Linked DNA regions of Pan troglodytes: region 1 is linked to region 2. A link is a contact called in public capture Hi-C data. All regions are on one chromosome and are shown on one strand. The core of a region is the stretch at or near the end of the contact, and the rest is flanking DNA. Distances in the headings are between cores, read along the strand shown.

Evidence for each region. Capture Hi-C pulls out chosen DNA fragments and counts their contacts.
Region 1: a capture Hi-C map of stem cell-derived neural stem cells shows a contact between it and region 2, with 2.6 times the contacts expected there. The contact joins two enhancer-like sites. A contact is called at or near these places in 1 of 7 Hi-C or Micro-C datasets (blood) and 1 of 1 other capture datasets (stem cell-derived neural stem cells).

The regions. Positions count from the first base shown.
Region 1 is chr6:121,390,720-121,394,112 of NHGRI_mPanTro3-v2.0_pri, forward strand. The region is part of intron 8 of CDHR3 (cadherin related family member 3); the gene reads left to right. Among named protein-coding and RNA genes, the nearest start is that of CDHR3, 50 kb to the left of the region's middle. Within about 2 kb of position 1,367, at least 11 of the 24 cell types and tissues checked have an H3K27ac peak or open chromatin away from gene starts, as enhancers often do. A contact at or near this core is called in stem cell-derived neural stem cells, where this site is marked.
Region 2 is chr6:121,151,927-121,155,265 of NHGRI_mPanTro3-v2.0_pri, forward strand. The region is part of intron 3 of ATXN7L1 (ataxin 7 like 1); the gene reads right to left. Among named protein-coding and RNA genes, the nearest start is that of ATXN7L1, 110 kb to the right of the region's middle. Within about 2 kb of position 1,440, at least 4 of the 24 cell types and tissues checked have an H3K27ac peak or open chromatin away from gene starts, as enhancers often do. A contact at or near this core is called in stem cell-derived neural stem cells, where this site is marked.

The DNA of each region.
Region 1 (3,393 bases), core at 117-2,616, 240 kb after region 2:
CTAGAGGTGGTAAGGGTGCTTCACTCTCACGAGCCCTGAGATATTGCACCATCTGATGAGATTTCCATATACTCTGTGAGCACCTTCTTCATAGTCCCTTTACTGACCCCTCCTAGAATGATCCTAATTCACCAGCTGCTTCCTGCTGACACCCCAATAACGTCAGTCACAATCTTAAGCATGTAGTAGGTTCCTATCCCAACCTAAGCCCTACAAGTCCATTAGATGGGTGGGGACAGCTGCATGGGTAGTTAGGATTGTGACTTCCACACCTTTACGTGCATAAATTGAGAGATGTCTGGGCCCTGGGGATGGAGTGGAGATAATTTGCAGCATCACACTTACACTTTCTTTGACATTTTAAATCTGTGCTAGAACTCTTGGGTGGTTCCAGTACATCCTGGGAAGCTCCTGCCCTCTTCTGCCCTCCTGCTCTTCCTTGTTCCTCTGCCCTAAGAGGTAGGGGGTGAAGGTTAAGAAGTGAGAATGCCTGGAGAGGGCTGTGCTGTCTCAAACCTTCCTTGTCCATTTTCTCTCTTCAGTGCATATCTGTTAATTGTATATTTGGCTTCCTGCAGTCCAGAGTCCCCTGGGGTATGGGAGGACAGTTTGCAGACTGTGTTCCATATTAGCTGGTGAAACTGCAATTCGAATATCCTAGACTGTCCAGGCAAGCCCAAACAGAGTCCTGCACTTGATAATCTTCCCTCCAGATTAGCCCTGAAGGCCAATGTGAAATCCGTAGCTGGACTAACTGCATTTATTACTGAAGATAATCTAACCAAGGCTCAAGTTCCCTCTTTGGGCTCTTCTAGCGGGAGGAACTCTCAGCCACCCTATGAACGCCAAGATGTGAGGAAGGGCAACGAAAGGGACCCCTCCTCTGCAGTTCCAGGGGCGGAGGTCTTCAGCCTAAAGCCCAGCCTCGCGTCCCAAGGCTGCATAAGGGCGGGTGCGGAGAGGGCTGAGAAGCCCTGACCTGCAGCACCCGCCACCCTCCCAGCCTTATACCTTCTCCAACTATGTCAAAGCCAAGCACACAAGCAGGTCAAAACAGAACAAAGTGACAATGGCATGGTTCTGCCACAGTCTCTGACACTTCCTCTTGAATGTTTGTTCCTTCCTTGGAGGCTGTGGGCGCGGTCTCTGCTGTGGAGTTCTTGAGAGCAGGTGGCAGAGCGGGTGAGGTCAGCGCGGCTGCTGGAGGCGGTGTGCTGTGCTCCCGCAGGGAGGAGGGCGGCGTGGAGGAGGCGGGCGCCCCCTGCTGCCCGCGCGGGCTCCTGCAGGCTCCCAGCCTTTCGTACCGTGGCCCCTGAGGCTTTCCCAGGCTGATGATGAATGAGCCCAGGGCCCGACGGAGGCATCCGAGGCACGTGACAACCCCCGCTCTGGTTGTAAATTGTCAGGCGATTCAGTGAAAGCGCTTTGCAAGCTGCTTGTGAGCAAGAGGCGGAGCAGTTTGGCTGATTCAGAATGGGCTGGACACAGTCAACTTTGCATGGGGAGAGAAACATGGTCTGATGGCTGGGAGCGAGGGCAGCTCGCTTTTGAGGCAGGGATTGCTGAATGAGGGGAGTGGCTTTCCAAGTTAGGCGTTTAGGGGAAAAATACCAACTGTCAGGGACGAATGAGAGAACAGGCCAAGCAGCCCTGGAGGGCCAAGTGAGGAGGCCTCTGTTGGAGTGCCTGAAATGTCTGGCTTCAGGACCTTGGATTCTTTAAATGATGCAATCTCCTGGCTTCTGCAGAGTTGAAATCAAGGCTTAGATCCCCAAACCATCTGTGAGCCTGGATACTTATGGATGGAAGTTAAAGTTTACAGTGACTCTAACACTGCAGAGGATCAAGTCTGGATACATCCACTTTCCTGGACAGGCCTTGAAAATGCTCGGAACCACTCTTTCTTCCCCTGTGCAGTGGGGACAAGAATACAAACCTCTCTGAGATGAGGAAATTAGAGATAGTGTTTTTAAAGTGCTTGGTATGATACAGCATGCAGTTGGTGTTTAATAAGTGGTGTCTCTTCTAAGTCCCTATGAATGAAACCATGACATTGTGCAATCGAGGCAGGAATGCTCAGACTCCAATCCTGCTGAAATACAGAGGTGATCTTTGCCAATGAGGCATCGTGGAGACTCCATTACACGCTCCAGCAAGCAAACCTGTTATCCTCAGTGGCCCATGACCATTCTTGCTGTCAGACTTTGCTCCGTATGCACTGAGCCCAGAGCCGATTTTATCTGCCATGAAAAGAGGATGTGGAACGAAGAAGGGAGCAGAGTTTGGTTGCAGAGAGAAGTGTATGCTCCAAGAACCAGATGCTAAGATGGGATTAAATGTGCAAGGCTATTATTAGGGGAGATGCCTGTGGCAGAAAATGGGGAGAGAGATGGACAAGGCTGGGCAAGTCATCAGATCATGATGCAAGGCTGATCTGAGTGAAGGAAAGAGGGAGAAAAGGTAGTTGGACATGTTCTAGGCTGCCATGCAGTTAAGGAGTGTTCAGCTAGGGCATTGGGGGTCCTGGAGCCAGTGTCAACTGACATAGGACAGGAATGAGCCTTAGTATCTTTGCCAGGACCAGTTGTTGGTACGTGGCCTCACCACAAACACAGTGATGGATTTCAGAGCCCAGCAGCTGAGGCCGATGGTCAGTTATGCTCTCATGGTTAAAGGTCTTCCAGGCACATTCTCACAACAGCCACGATATATTTTTGTAAGAAATTCTACCAAGGCAAAATATGATTAAGATAGGTAGCCAAAACAAATAAAAAAGAAAGAAAAGCCACAAATTCCTCCCTGCTTGCTCTTTATGCATGCTCCTTTGCAATGTGATTTTGCTATTAGCTCCATCAAGAGATGGGTCTCCTTGAATCTGAGCTTGACCACGTGAATTGCTTTGACCACTGGAGCATTCACAAACATGGCACAACAGAGGCTTGAAAAATGCATATGCGTTGGGACTTGCCCTCTCTTGTTACTTTTCGAACCAGAGACCTCCATGCAATGAGCCTAGACTAGCCTCCTAGAAGATGAGAACAAGAAGAAGCAGAAATCAAGCACCTTCCCACCACCAGGCATGTGAGTGAGGCCATCCTAGACTGTCCAGCCCCAGCCAAGCTGTCAGTGACCACAGAGACCAGCTAAGCCAAACTAAAACCGAAAGGACTGTGGGAAAACCTATAGTACTGTGAGAAACCATAAATGCTTGTTGTTTTAATTCACTCTGTTTTGGGACAGTGTGTTATGTAGTAAAAACTAATTGATATCATTTATGTCCATTTTATAGATGGAGGAACTGAAACCTGGAGACATGAGAAAGCCCCTCAATGAATTGAAGTCTCAAGGTGTTCATTGGTCTTCCTCAGAGCCTCCTACAGCAAGCTGGGCTTG
Region 2 (3,339 bases), core at 190-2,689:
CAAGCCTGGGCCCTTGTGACCAAGGATGTCTAGTTAATCTGGCAGCTGTGGGGATGAAGAATGTGACGTATGGCCACAGAAGAAATCAAAACTGTCTGGCTAGACCAGAAACACACTCAACCCTTTGGCATAGGCAGGAGGTGTGCCCAGGGGCTGAGCTCATTCGCCACACAGGCTTATCCTTCATTTACAAAGGAATCACAGGTCAACCATGTTTTGGCAACTAGATCAGGAGCCCTCTTCTGCCTATTGCATCCTTGGACATAACCTGGTGGCTTTATCGATATGTAAGCAACAAATTCAAAGTCCACGTGGGCTGCGTAAAAAACTCTGAATGTATCTCTCAAGCCATTTACAGTGCGTGCAACGTGAAGGAAACTGAAATGTATGCACTTTTCCCACTGACTTTCTGTAATCAAGTCTTTTTAGAACAAAAAGTTCAACTTCCATCTGTTTTTAAGTCAGGGATGCTTGTTGGTTTGTGCCGAGACATTGATTTGATTAGTAGCATTCTGTGGAACTACAGACATGAGATGTTGAGCTCACAAACGTATGATTCATTTCGGGATTTTGAAATGAGAAATGCACCTATCAATGACACAGAAGCTGGGAGATTCTGAGAAAGCATTTCATGCATATAAATGGGACATGTGATGAAAAAATATGCTTATGGTTACAACCCCGAAGCCAGGGACCACCCCACTGTGCTTTCCACCCTCGAGAAGTGACGGCTCCAAGGGAAACCACTGGGATTAGACGATCCTGCGTTTGGACACCCATATGCTGCCTCATTTATCTACCTGTGACAGGGACAGTGCTGGAAGAGAATCAAAAGATGACAAATTGCTTCTGGTTTTAAAGGAGCTGTTCAGGCTGGGTGTACACCCAGGGGGAACCAGCTTCCGTGCCAGGAGCCATCACTTCATCCCAGTCTAAGGCCACATTTTGGCAAACATCAACCAGCAGATGACTGCTGTCTCCTTTCACCAGTGGATTCAAAGACGCTTGCTCTGAAAGCCTGAAATTCAGTCTTTCTGAAGACATGTGCAGCAGAGAGCAGATCTGCCCACACACTGCAGTGAGGCAGGACGGCGGGCAGGAAGCAAGGGTTCCAGATGACAGGGATTTTTCCCGTGTTGAGGCAGACAGATAACAGGGGAATGATTTTGCAGGGGAATGACTCCAGAGCAGAGAAAGTATAGTATCAGTAAATGACCCTAGAAAAGACTGATACAAGTGAAATAAGTGCACAAGAATTTCCAAGATGCTGGCCACTGGAATCTGCTTTTGGGGACACAGAAGCCCCCAAGATTCCAGCTTTCCTGGGGGTAGAAGGGAGGCCCACTGGGAGTTTCAAGAGGGTCCACCTGAGCAAAACCCAGCCCTCCATAAGCCCCTATACTCGCCAGCCCCTGGTCCAGCCAAGGCCATGTATCCATCCAGCTACGATCCTTGCTGCTTCTCTCCCGCCATGCGTCCTCTCTGGGAATGACTATGTAATTCATGGTTAACCCACTCAGTCCTCTGGAGGTGAGCTTTCCTCAGCCAGTCCAGCTTGTTTCTTCTCTGCCATGTGCTGAAATTCACAAGGCCAGAGAAGTGCCTTGCTGTGTTTAAGTGTATAGATGCCTGGTGTTCTCCTACACGTTGCAGTCCTATTTACTTAATTTATCCTCCTGACAACCTCTGAGACAGGTACTATTATTACCCCCATTTTGAGCTTGATGAAATTGAGGCACAGAGAGATGAGGACTGGCTGAAAGTCATACAGCCAGTGAATAGCAGAGCTAAGGTCAAGCCCAGATAGCTTGGCTCCGGGGTCTGGCTCTTTCAGAACCCCTCTGCTGCCTCTCCGATAGAAAGCTCCTTGAAACCCAGCAGCTGCAGCCCATGTGGGCACTGGCTTGCTCAGGCCTTCCTCCTTCTCCAGTCCACCCCTCTGGAGTTCGATTGGTACTCAGGGCTGGAGTGAAGAGCCTGCAGCGTGAAAAGACAGAGGCTCATCTCCAAGCCCCTTATTTGTTTCTAAATTCAGGCCAGACGTCTAAACGTTTGTTTTGTGCTTGTTTTGAACATTCCATCGTGATGCCCAAGGCCGCTTCATAGGTGATCTCTCTGTTCTCCTTAGTGAGCATCTGGCCCCCTCTCCTCAAACCTCTTGTCTCTGGGAACACTCTTCCTGCCACCAACTGATGTTCCCTGCCTAACCTCATTACACATTTCAGCTAAAAATGCCTATTTTCCATGTGGCAGTGAGGTATAATTATAGCACAAGTTACATGCCAAGGCATTTTCAAATTTATCATTTCTAATAATAACCTTGGTATATAACCACCATACCCATTCCATAGATGGGCAAACAGAGGTAGGAGGTCATAGCAAGGCTGCAAGGGACTCCCAAATTGCCAGGTCACTTGAGCCACTTGCATACAATTCTCTCTCCAGATCGCTTTCTCTCAACTTCCTATTCAACAAACTTATCTGTGGCCTAGGAATGAGAGACGTTAACAGGATCAAGTTGTATCTGTGCCTGTACTCCAGCTCTCAGAATACTAACAAGCGACTCTAAGCTTTGGTGGCAAGGTTATCAATGCTTAGCTTTCAGCCAAAACCCATCACGAGTAGGTTTACATGCATGAAACATGTACTTGGAGTTTTTGGTCTGTGCAGTTCTCTTATTACCCATTGTAACTAATCAGAATGCTGAAGGGATTTATTCCCAGCATCTGCTGAAATGACCATAACTTTTGTTCTGATAGAATCTTCTGGCCAAGAAATGAAAGGGTAGACTAGAACCTACAAGAAGACGAGTAATCTTCCTTCAGAGTCAAAATTGTAAAACTGGTTTTCAAATAGTTATTGCAGAAAGCTTGGGTCCTGAGTAAGGAAGATATAAGACAGCTAAAGGATGTATTCATTGCATGTAAATCTAGAATTAGAAACTGTAAATGTTGGAAGTTTCATAAAAGTAAATTTGCCTCCTGTACTGGGTGCATTTTTTTGCTGCTCTGTGAGCTTTTTCCCCCCTGGGGTCTCTATCCATGGAAAATGCAGTTGTGGGGAGTCAGGAATCCTGACTTCTAGTCCCAGCTCTGCCCCTATCACTTGTGTGGCCTCAGGCAAATCACTGAATTTCTTTGAGCTTCCAAATCTGTGAAACCAGTTTCCGCCAGTGTACCTTACTGAGTTGTTATGAAAATGAAAATGAGTGAGCTACAAGAGTGCTTTGGAAACAGCAAGATACTGTAGAAATGGAAGATATTTCTATAGGCAAATGATCAAGCTCAAAAGGCAGTCGTGAGTACAGAAGACTCTCAACTGTTTTCAGAGGAATCATCT